3 separate regions of the Mus musculus genome follow, and regions 1 and 2 are each linked to region 3. Evidence: chromatin contacts called from public HiChIP or PLAC-seq data. All regions are on one chromosome and are shown on one strand. The core of a region is the stretch at or near the end of the contact, and the rest is flanking DNA. Distances in the headings are between cores, read along the strand shown.

The links. HiChIP or PLAC-seq counts read pairs in DNA pulled down with a chosen protein or histone mark.
Region 1: an H3K4me3 HiChIP or PLAC-seq map of bone marrow-derived macrophages shows a contact between it and region 3, with 5 times the contacts expected there. The contact joins the enhancer-like site here to the promoter of Nol11 in region 3. A contact is called at or near these places in 15 of 39 promoter capture datasets (the C10 cell line, cranial neural crest, embryonic stem cells and 8 more), 10 of 484 Hi-C or Micro-C datasets (bone marrow-derived macrophages, embryonic stem cells and stem cell-derived epiblast-like cells), 9 of 115 datasets of contacts at active chromatin or transcription factors (the 230-238 cell line, bone marrow-derived macrophages, embryonic basal ganglia and 4 more) and 4 of 9 other capture datasets (adipose tissue, embryonic stem cells, liver and 1 more).
Region 2: a contact with region 3 is called in an H3K27ac HiChIP or PLAC-seq map of extraembryonic endoderm stem cells, with 4 times the contacts expected there. The contact joins the promoter of Helz here to the promoter of Nol11 in region 3. A contact is called at or near these places in 12 of 39 promoter capture datasets (the 3T3-L1 cell line, the C10 cell line, the HPC-7 cell line and 7 more), 2 of 484 Hi-C or Micro-C datasets (embryonic stem cells and stem cell-derived neural progenitor cells), 11 of 115 datasets of contacts at active chromatin or transcription factors (the 230-238 cell line, acute myeloid leukemia, bone marrow-derived macrophages and 5 more) and 3 of 9 other capture datasets (adipose tissue, liver and macrophages).

What each region holds. Positions count from the first base shown.
Region 1 is chr11:107,508,971-107,512,190 of GRCm38.p6, forward strand. No RefSeq gene overlaps it. Among named protein-coding and RNA genes, the nearest start is that of A830035A12Rik, 24 kb to the right of the region's middle. Within about 2 kb of position 1,656, at least 97 of the 459 cell types and tissues checked have an H3K27ac peak or open chromatin away from gene starts, as enhancers often do. A contact at or near this core is called in adipose tissue, bone marrow-derived macrophages, embryonic stem cells and 1 more, where this site is marked.
Region 2 is chr11:107,546,478-107,550,114 of GRCm38.p6, forward strand. It overlaps Helz (helicase with zinc finger domain), which reads left to right and starts at 1,456. Exons shown (of 33, transcript NM_001368755.1): 1 at 1,456-1,504; 2 at 2,869-2,924. It overlaps Gm39426 (a long non-coding RNA gene), which reads right to left and starts at 1,517. Exons shown (of 3, transcript XR_003949607.1): 1 at 1,444-1,517; 2 at 305-546; 3 at 1-190.
Region 3 is chr11:107,187,898-107,191,262 of GRCm38.p6, forward strand. Nol11 (nucleolar protein 11) reads right to left here and starts at 1,484. Exons shown (of 18, transcript NM_133702.3): 1 at 1,220-1,484. The coding sequence starts at 1,360. It overlaps Gm39425 (a long non-coding RNA gene), which reads left to right and starts at 1,430. Exons shown (of 3, transcript XR_880257.3): 1 at 1,430-1,622. It also overlaps the pseudogene Gm11718.

The DNA of each region.
Region 1 (3,220 bases), core at 406-2,905, 320 kb after region 3:
ATAACCTCCTTAAAAGCCTTACCTCAAATAATGTGAGGTGCTGAGGTTCTGGGGTTAGGACTGCAAAAAATGTTTCCTAAGGTGATATAACACACATATCTACTCCAGATAGGGAGCCCACAACAGACCACAGTACAGATACCACTGAAGTCCAGCTTGGTGAACCAATACGTTTTATTGGGATTATACACAGGACCAAAAGTGACTTGGACAAATGCATGAGGAAAGCTCACTCCAGCATGCTTACAGCTCACAAAAGCTGGGCACCAGGAGCACACTGCACAGCACAACCTATAGGCAGTTCCACTGGTGAGTGTCCTTTCCAACTGCGGCAGGTCCAGACTTCTTCCAGGCAGCTGGCCTGAGCACACTAATCTTCTTTACAGCTTTGCTCAGGCTGAGTGTGACTCAACTATCACGGCTTACCCTGGCAGGGAGGGACTAGTGAATCTGGTCAGTTTCAGGGACTTCCTGAAACTATTTTTTTGAGTTGTTTACCTGTCTATTTAAAAGAGCTCCCAGGCAAGATGAAATGTTTCAATTCCAAAGGAAACTGTTACACATCATGGGCTCTGTTCTCTCCACTGCTAAAAGCAACTGAAAGCATAGTTTTTAAATTGTCCATCAGATGATGGGGGAGGGGAAGGAGGTCAGGGTGGTACACTCCAGGAAGCAAAAGGATGTCAGGGTAGGGATGGAGCATCTGTTTAGTGCAAGTGATGTGAGGGGTGGGTGGTATGAGTCCCACCAAGCTTCCTGTATCAGTGACCTCCTGTGAGTGAGCTGGATTAGGGGCTCTTTTGGGTGCAGTATGGGGGAGGGAACTACGGGAAGTAACCACCTGCTCCCTCTAGTGGAGCCTACTTCCTCTGCTTGATCAGGATGGAGCCAGCTGGGTCTGGGAAACTGCTCTAGGGCAAATTTACTGGCCCCAGGGATTGAGGCCAGGGGAGTTACTATGGGACATGTGTGTTTGCGAGCTTGACTATATGTGTGTGTGCCCGCCCAGTGAGAGAGAGAGAGAGAGAGAGAGAGAGAGAGAGAGAGAGAGAGAGAGAGAGAGCGCGCGCGAGCGCTCTGGAGCATAAAATATCTGAATTATATAGAGAGGAGCCTCTGGGGGAAGGGCAGCCCAGCCTTGGGCTGCAAATTCAGGATTGGGGGCAGGGTATACCAGGTGGGATTGAGGACTGCTGGGAGGACCTGGAGACCAGGTCGGCTTTGATATGTAAAGTATACACCTCAGTCCCTTGCCTGAAACCAAACAGTGAAGAGCATTGCATACTCTGCTCTTGCAGAGGAGACCCAATCAATGCCTCTGGCTTCCAGGGGTACCAGCACTCACGTGCACGTACCAGCACAAGCACACACATAAATAAAACCAAATAAATCTTAAAAAAATAAAAAGTTAAAAGTTATCCTTGGTTACATAGGGGAATTCGGAGCCAGCCTGGGCTACATGAGACACTACTTCACTCAGTCACTCAAGGCTCTAACTCTAAGGCAGTGGGGAGCCAGGATCCTCCCTGTCCTTCCCTGTTCCCCTTTTGCTGTTGTTCCACCTCAAAATGTCACAGCAGTAGGGCAACATTCTCCTTGTTGGTCAGAGATACCATCTCTTCACTCAGCTAACTCCCAAGTTCCCTTCTGAAGCGGTGGCTCTTTAGTGGTGGCCAATTCCGACCTTCCCTCCGTCAGCTTCAGACTTCCCTAGATCTCCTCCTTGAAGTGGCCAGAACACAATGCTTGCTCCGCCCCCGGGCTCAGGCTGGCCCTCCCAAGCCCCCGGGAGAGCTCACGAGGAAACCCACCCAGGCATGGGGAGTTTCTTGTGGCATTTATGTGAGAAAAGTGCCAAACTTTGAGAGACCTAAGCCTACAGAAATCCTGTAATTTTTCTCTCAGGCCAGTGAGCAGATTGCTGCGGAATCCAGACTCTGCTGTATCGCCCCGAGCTCATCCCTTTCTCAAGATGAGCTCAGTTTTTCCTCTAGAGGAGAAGCCAAAGGTTCCTGAAGGACTGCCTCTGTCTGTCGTCTATGTCATTATTTGCTGCAAGGCTGGTGTTAGGCACGTGGTCCCAGCGTGGCAAAGGAGCCAGCAGGGAGGCTTAAGCAACTCCGAGCAGAGCCCCGCCCAGGCCCTAGGGGGTTGAGACCCAGAGGTCCTTGTGACAAACGCATATCAAAGGCTTTCATCAGGTGAGGGGATGGAGGGCAGGGAGCAGAAGCCAGAGGCTGGCTCTTTGTGCTTTGAACTTTTCTTGGGAAAATAACATCTGCTACTGCGTTTCTTGCTAAACAGGCAAGGTGAGAGGGGAATCAAAGTAGCTTTGAGGAAACTCTGAGGCAGAGAGACACAGTGGGTGGACCTTCCAGAAGCTTCTCCGACCCACAGCCTGCAGGTTGAAACCAACAGATATTTCGGAATCACGTTCTTCATCGGTTTTTATTTCTCCCCCACGGCCCCCACCTTTCCCCAGGCAGGACCGATGCAGGGTGGGGTGATGTCTGCTATTACAGAAGGTGTTTATGGCGATCAGTGAACAGTCCCTGGCACTGGGGAAATTAAAAAATACAGACACAAGAGATGAGTTGGTTTTTTTTTTTTAAGTCCTGTTTTCCCAAATACTGATAATATTATACATTTCCTTCCATTCTTGATCAGTCTGTGCCTTTTAAAAAGTGGGAGGCAGCCGGGCATGGTGGCACCCGCCTTTAATCCCAGCACTCCAGAGGCAGAGGCAGGAGGATTTCTGAGTTCAAGTCCAGCCTGGTCTACAAAGTGAGTTCCAGGACAGCCAGGGCTATACAGAGAAACCCTGTCTCGAACTCCCCCCAAAAAAGAAAAGTGGTAGGGAAGCATAGTGGTGGAGTGCATGCGTAGCCTATACAAGACCCTGAATTCACAGTACTCTTCCCCCCCCCCAAAAAAAAAGGGAAAAATTTTAAAACATTGATTGATTGATGGATTGATTGTGTGTTTTCACCTCAGTGTGTGTGTGTAAGCCAGAGGACAGCATTTGGGAACCTGCTCTCTCCCTCAGTCATAAAGGTTCCAGGAACTAAGGTTTTTGACTTGGCTGCAAAGCCATCTCACAAGACCAAAAAAAGATTTATTTTATTTTAGCATGAGTGGTCTCGCGGCATGTACACCTGTGCACCAGCAGAGGGCACCAGATCCCAGTATAGATGGCTGTGAGCCACCATGTGATTGCTGG
Region 2 (3,637 bases), core at 206-2,705, 360 kb after region 3:
CTTTGAATTTACAGAACCATTTAACAGCAAGCTTTGGTATATTGGAGATTTATTTATTACTGGGGATTAAACCCTCGCTAAAGCTAAACAACAGGATCTACCCGGAAGTCTCGGAGCATTTTCTTTTGGACACAAATCTTGCTCCGGGGAGGCGAGCATCTAGAGGTCCTCAAACTCAGCAGTGCTGACACTGGAGGAAGAGAATGTATAGGGTGGGGGTGGGGAGTTAATGAACAGACCTACATTTCTGGCAGGACTAGGGCTGCAAGGAGCTGGTACTTCATGGAGCAAAAGGGGTGGTCACCTGAGCTAGGTGTTGCTCGCCTGAAGCAACGCGGGAGGGGCGGGGAAAGCGCTGGGCTTGTCTTGCAACCAGAAAGCAGATGCCCGCGGGATGCTCGCAAAGGTCTGTTGCCGGCGCACGGTCGCCTCCTACTTCCTGCGTCCTGGTCGCCTCCAAGCCACTCTGGACATCCCCCTCCTCTCTCTGCCCAGAGCCAGCGTGGCGCCCGCCCTCTACCTTGTCCCGCCGCCTGGGGTCGCCGCCTTGTGGGAACAGGACAGTTGAAACGCGGTAGGCACTACCCCCCAACCCACCCGGGGGACCCCCTCCCGGCCCAGGCGCGCATCCACGCCCCACCCGGACTCTGCAGCCGGGTTCTCTTGAGTTACCTGCATGGGGAAGTCACAGTCCACAATTTGGACTCTAACCCGGCTGAATTCTAAAGCCACATTCCTAGGGGAGGGGGTCCTCCGACCTAGAGGGTCGCAGATCACATTACCGGCCAAGAGGAGGGGACCGCGCGAGTAAACTGGGGTAAAAGTTGCATTTAGCTTAACCTTCCCAGATCCCAATTGCAGCTTTGCGGGCGGATTGACTCGGCGTTTCACCGAGTTCCTGGGATCCTAGGGCCCCAGAGTGGCTTCTTAGGATACCGACACTGTCCCCGCGCGCGAGTGCGACATGCCTGGCGGATGCCCCGGGGCGGGAAGCGCGAGCGGTAGCAAGGACCTGGAGCTGGGGGAACCGCTCGCAGGCGTGCGCATTCATGCGCTCATGCATCCCTGCATACATCTATGCATCCGCTAGCCGGCTCACACACCACCCGCGTCCGGGACACGCCGTGTTGATTGAATGCAGGAGTAGGGTATCTGGCTACTAGGGCAGGATCGCGGCGGGGCAGACAGCAGCTCGCGTAAGGAATGGGGGAGATAGGGACGGGGGTGGGGGGAAGAGAGAGCACCCCAAAGGCACAGTTGGAAAACTGGGTGTGTGAGTAGGGGTGTTCCTTGAGAAGTCTCGCAGGCGCTGAAGGGGGCCGGGCGGGCCTCTGGGGCCAACTTTCCGGAGGGAGGTGCAGCCGGAGGGGGCGGCGCCGGCGGCGGGAGGCGGGAGTCGGGGGCCGAGGGGGGGGGGGAGTCACTTTAAAGGCTCTTTCTTACCCATAATGCTTTGTGGGGACGTTGACAAGTGGATCCAAGATGGCGTAGAAAGTAATGACAGGTAAGTCCTGACTTCCCCGTTCTCCGCTGCCCGGGTCGCTTCAGGAGCCTCCAGAGCCATCCGGGGAGAGGCCCGGACTCTCCTCGGGTGCTCCGGGTCCGGGACAGCGCGGCCCCGGGGACAGCGGGGGATCCCGCCGGCCGCCGGCAGGGCCTGGGGAGCGGGGCTCTCTCAGAGGCGAGGCCCGGACGCTGGAGCTGTTTACTGTTTCTTCCCCTCCTCAATCTCCTTTTCCCTCCGCTGGGGGGCTGAGGTGCCAGGGACCCAGGCGGTGGCCCGAGGGTCCTTGCACACGCCCGAGGTTCGGGGGGACCCGGGAGCCCGCGCGAGGCTGCTCCGGCACGGGCCGACCCTGGGGTCCCCGCACGCCCCGCGCCCCAGGGTCGCGGCTTAGGGTGGGGAGCGGGCGGCCTCCCACGCCGCGCGCGGTGCAGCCCTCCGGGTTAGCATTTCCACCCAGGGTGGGGCGGCGACCCCAGGGCAGGGGACAGCACGAAAGTGGGTCAGGGGGCGCCCCTCCCCAGCAGAGGGCTCTGCTCAAGATTCACTGTGGTCCCCCTCTCCCCGCCCCCCTCCTGGGACATGCGTGGCCCGTGAGCACATCTACAAAAACAAATGCACAGTCTCTTCCTGGAGGTGTCTCCAAAGGCCCCTTTCTTTCCTTCTCTCTCTTTACCCTCAAGGGCTCGGACACATAGTCCTAAGTAGGAACTGTGATTTCTCTCCCCAAAATGAGTTGAGTCTTCTGCCCCCTGGCCTTTGCTGAGGGTCCTCACAGACAGGGCTGGAAGCCAGAGCCTTCAGATTCCTTTTGGGTTGGGAACCTTGTTTTTTTTTTTTTTTTTTTTTTTTTTTGTTGAGCTCCGAAATTGGCATCCTTTCTCCCTTGCAAAGTTACACTTTTTAGACAAGCCATTAGGATAATCAGAAGTGTAACTTCAGAGATAGTGGATGCCGGGAGCAGCCGGGGGAAGAGGGAGACGTTATCTGGCCTAGTTTGTTCTTGATTTTGCTCTCTTCACTCATATGAATAGCTTTTTTCCCCCCCTCCTTGATTTTTTTCTCCCTTCTTTTATTTTTGAAAGTAAGACTAATCAGTGTAGAATAGATGAGTTTATTATGTTTAAGGTTGAAGACTATTTTCTAATCTGTTGCTGAAAGAAAATATTTTCAATTTTAGGTAAAAGAAGCAAATTTTTTTCCCCTCCAAAGCTTCATCCTGTATCTTTTTTTTTTTTTTTTTTAAATAACTTTTTCCACTTGAAGTGTATCCATATTCTTTTACTAAAGGACTATAAAATGCTTGTAACTGGTAACAGCTCCAACTGGTGTTGCATACCATCTTCTTTTTCTGTTTGCTCCAGGAACTGGATGAAGTAATTGATCACTAATGAACTACAGAGCCGGTGAGATGTGCAAGGTGAGACTGAAGTTCAAAAACTACACCCTGTTTCCCCTCTTTCTTGTATCCAACTCAAGGGTCAGGGAAAGCTACTTTCCAAATAGATCAGTCAGCCGACTGGGATACAGGCAAGGCGAGATTTAGGAAAGACATACCATCCTTTTTAGTGGCTCCCACTTATTCATACGTACTGAAGCTTTTCTAGAGCTAAATGTTAGCTGTGGCTATATACTTGATCAATGTCTTTTCCAGGAGTAATTATAGTTTGCCTCTTCTCATTTCCTTGGCTAACTTTAATGGGATGGTCTGGATTTAATCTGTTTTCACGTCCATTGCTTGCCCTACACTGAGTATAAGAAATTGGCTAGATGAAGTCTGCACACCCACACTTTCTGGGATGTTTATGAAGTATATCCTTTTCCATCATGAATAATATTTTTCAGCAAGCAATCGCTTCTATTTTTATTTTTCTTAGTTTTTGGTTTTGTGGTGCTGGTATGTTTAAGACCTAATGGCCTCACACATCCTAGGAAAAGTGCAGAACCATTGAGCCATATCCTTAGTCCCTTCTATTTTTCCAAAGCCGAATAGTAAATGCCTGATAGTACTTTAGAACAAAAATGATAGTGTTAAGTTCTGTGTTGCTCAGGGGGTTTGACGACTCAGTCATCACTTCTGATCATATATGGTGTGTAAATTTATTGTTTTATTTATCCCATGTAATACGTTGG
Region 3 (3,365 bases), core at 234-2,733:
ACAAAAAATCTGATGCCCTCTTCTGGAGTGTCTGAAAACAGCTACAGTGTGCTTACATATAATAAATAAATAAATATTAAAAAAAAAAAAAGAATTGATTACTTGTGGAACAGAGGTAGAGAAAATCAGGTTGGTGCAAGTCCACCTAACTGTCATCAACTATTGTATTCCTATGCAGAAACTGCCAAATTAGTAGACAGCCCCAAGTTTGAAGGGAAGTTTAAACCAACAGTATAGGGGATTGTTGGCAACCTGTCCCCAAAACAATAAAACACTTGGGTAACTTTTTTTTTCCTGAATAACTTAGTTTTTCGGTTGTTCCTGTTGTTTTTACGTACACTGGTGTTTTGTTTGCTTGTATGTCTGTGTGAGGGTGTTAGATCCCGTTGTTACAGTTGTGAGCTGCAATGTGGGTGCTGGGAATTGAACCCCAGTCCTCCGGAAGAGCAGCCAATACTCTCTCCAGCCCTTGCAGATGGATAACTTTTTTAATGACACAAGAAACTGTTCAGGGGCATTGGTGGTGGTGGCACACGCCTTTAATTCCAATGCATCTCTATGAGTTCGGTTTACAGAGTCAGGACAGCCAGGGCTACACAGAGAAACCCTGTTTCGAAAACCCAAAATACTAACCAAAATGACGACAACAACAACAAACTTCAAAACTCCAGCTTAAAAAACGTGCTTTGTAGATGATTGCTATAACAAGGCTCTACGTATGCTTGTTGAGCCGGGAATCAGGCTGCAAAGCGGGTGAGACTGCGACTTTCACAGTGTGATGCAGAACTGTCCAATCTTTCTAGGACACCAAGAAATCCCTGCCTCTTCCCACCATCCGACTCACCCCGCCCCCGGGACCCCAAGGAGCGGAGGATGTCCTGGAGAACACACATTTTCAACCTGTCAGTGTCATGCAAGCTGCTGGGTGACAGACGTGGTCCCCTCGGCCAGGCTCTGTCCCCGGGGAAAGGGGAGGCACAGGTCCCCAGCTCATCCCATGTGCACCCAGACACCGCCGCACGTCACTCGGAAATACGCCGGTCCTCACTACTGACAAACAACTTCTGAACCTCATGCGGCGTCCCGCCGACTCTGTCGCACCCCGGGTCTCTGTCACGCCCGCTCCCGGCTTTCCTTCCCAAGTGTGAGAAACTCAAGCCTCCCGCCCCCGGCTTCGGACAGAGGCGAGACACCTGCCGGCCAGCCCCACCGTCCTCACCTTGTAAAGGACGACGGTCCTGCCGCTGTCCGTCACTAGGAACTGGTCGGCTTTGTCAGTCTGCTCTACACCTAGGAATCCCTCAGGCCCGGCGCCTAAGACTCCAGTAGACAACGTGAATTCTTCTTCCAGGGTTGCCATTTTGGGTTGGCCTACAGCCCGGGCATGCTTCCCGGCAGCCTTTGTGCTTCCTCTCGCGAGAGCGACCGACACCAAGGAGGAAAATCAGCTCGAGCAGAACTGCGACCCCTGGCGGGCGGAAGAGGAGGAGGCGAACACCGCCCAGTGGGTGGAGTCTAGACCACGTGCGAACGCTCAAGACCCTCGAGGCCACGCCTCCCGGCTAGTAGAGACAGAAATCGCTGAGTCGGCTCCCTTGCCCTCTTGTTTCACCTCTTGGAAGGTGAGAGATAAGTTTAAAAACGGCCTGATATAAAAAAAAACATATTTTAAAAATATGCTAGTGAACTCTAAAAAGTCCTACCACAATATGCCAGAAGGGAAAAATATTAACCTGCAGATGGCAGTTAAGGTTCTGTTTCAAAATGCCTAATCTCGCTTACCCTAACCCTCCAGAGACGGCTAGTTCGTGGGCATTTATTTTAACTATCGTTTTTGGTGCTGGTAGAGAAATCTTTTCCAGATTATCAGAATGTACAACTCTTTTGATTAAAAAAACAACAAAACAAAACAAAAACCCGAAATCTAGCTGGGCGTGGCGGCACATGCCTTTGATCCCAGCACTCTGGAGACTGAGGCAGGGGGATCTCAGTAAATTCGAGATCAATTTGGTCTACATAGAATTCTAGGCCAGCCTTAGCTACACAGAAAGACTGACTATCTTTTTTTTTTTAAGTTTTTATTTATTATTATACATAAGTACACTGTAATTGTCTTCAGATGTGCCTGAAGAAGGTGTCAGGTCTCATTACGATGGTTGTGAACCACCATGTGGTTGCTGGGATTCGAACGCAGGACCTTTGATAGAGCAGTCAGTGCTCTTAGCACTGAGTCATCTCGCCAGCCCCAAGACTGACTGTCTTTAAAGGTTTTTTGTTTTATCTTTTTTTTTTTTTTTTTTGGTTTTATGAAACAGGGTTTCTCTGTATAGCCCTGGCTGTCCTGGAACTCACTCTGTAGACAAGGCTGGCCTTGAAATCAGAAATCTGCCTGCCTCTGCCTCTCAAGTGCACCACCATGCCAGGCTTGTTTTATTTATATGAGTCCACTACAGCTGTCTTCAGAGACACACTAGAAGAGAGTGAATCAAATCCCATTACAGATGGTTGTGAGCCACCATGTGGATGCTGGGAATTGAACTCAGGACCTCTGGAACAGCAGCCAGTGCTCTTAACCTCTGAGCCATCTCTCCAGCCCTAAGACTGTCTTTAAGAACAAACAAAAAAAGAAACTTAGCAGGACTTGCCCAGCCCTTGGCAGGCTGAGGCAGACTGATCGACAGGTTGGCAGCCAGCCTTGGCTCCTGGGAGATGCATTCACAGAATGAAATCAACAGTGCTCTGTGCTCACGTTAGCCATGCTTCCATTAACCTCAGTATGGGTGAAGAATCACACAAGTTTCATTTCTGAAGATTCCCCCACTCTCTGACAGACAGCTAAGGCCAGGACAGTTTACTGCTTGTATAATTTGGAGGTGGGGCTTGTGAATTTTACAGGTTGCAGCTTACTTAGACTTGAAAATTTTGTTTACTTCCTGAGTCTCCTAGATCTTGCACCTCCTTCTTCCCTCCTAGGAAGCATTCAGAGGCACTACTGCAGTTTGAGCAAACTGTTGCACAATGTATGCATATGTCTATACACATATATACATACATACACACATTGTTTCTGTTTTGTTTTGTTTTGTTTGAAATGGGGTATTCTGTACTCTAGGCTGGCCTGGAACTTACCTGGTAATATGTATCACTAGGCCCTTGTTTATTTGTATCTGTATCCACCACCAGCACTATCTTGTGTCTGGACCTGGTTGGTCAGGACCTGATAGACGACCTCATGATACCTCATAAGATCCTGACTGAGCCAGGCTACAGCTTTACTACCACAGCTGAGACAGAAGTTGTAGGTGACATTAAGGAGGGGCTCTGCCATGTTGCCCTGGATTTTGAGCAAGAAATGACTACTGTTG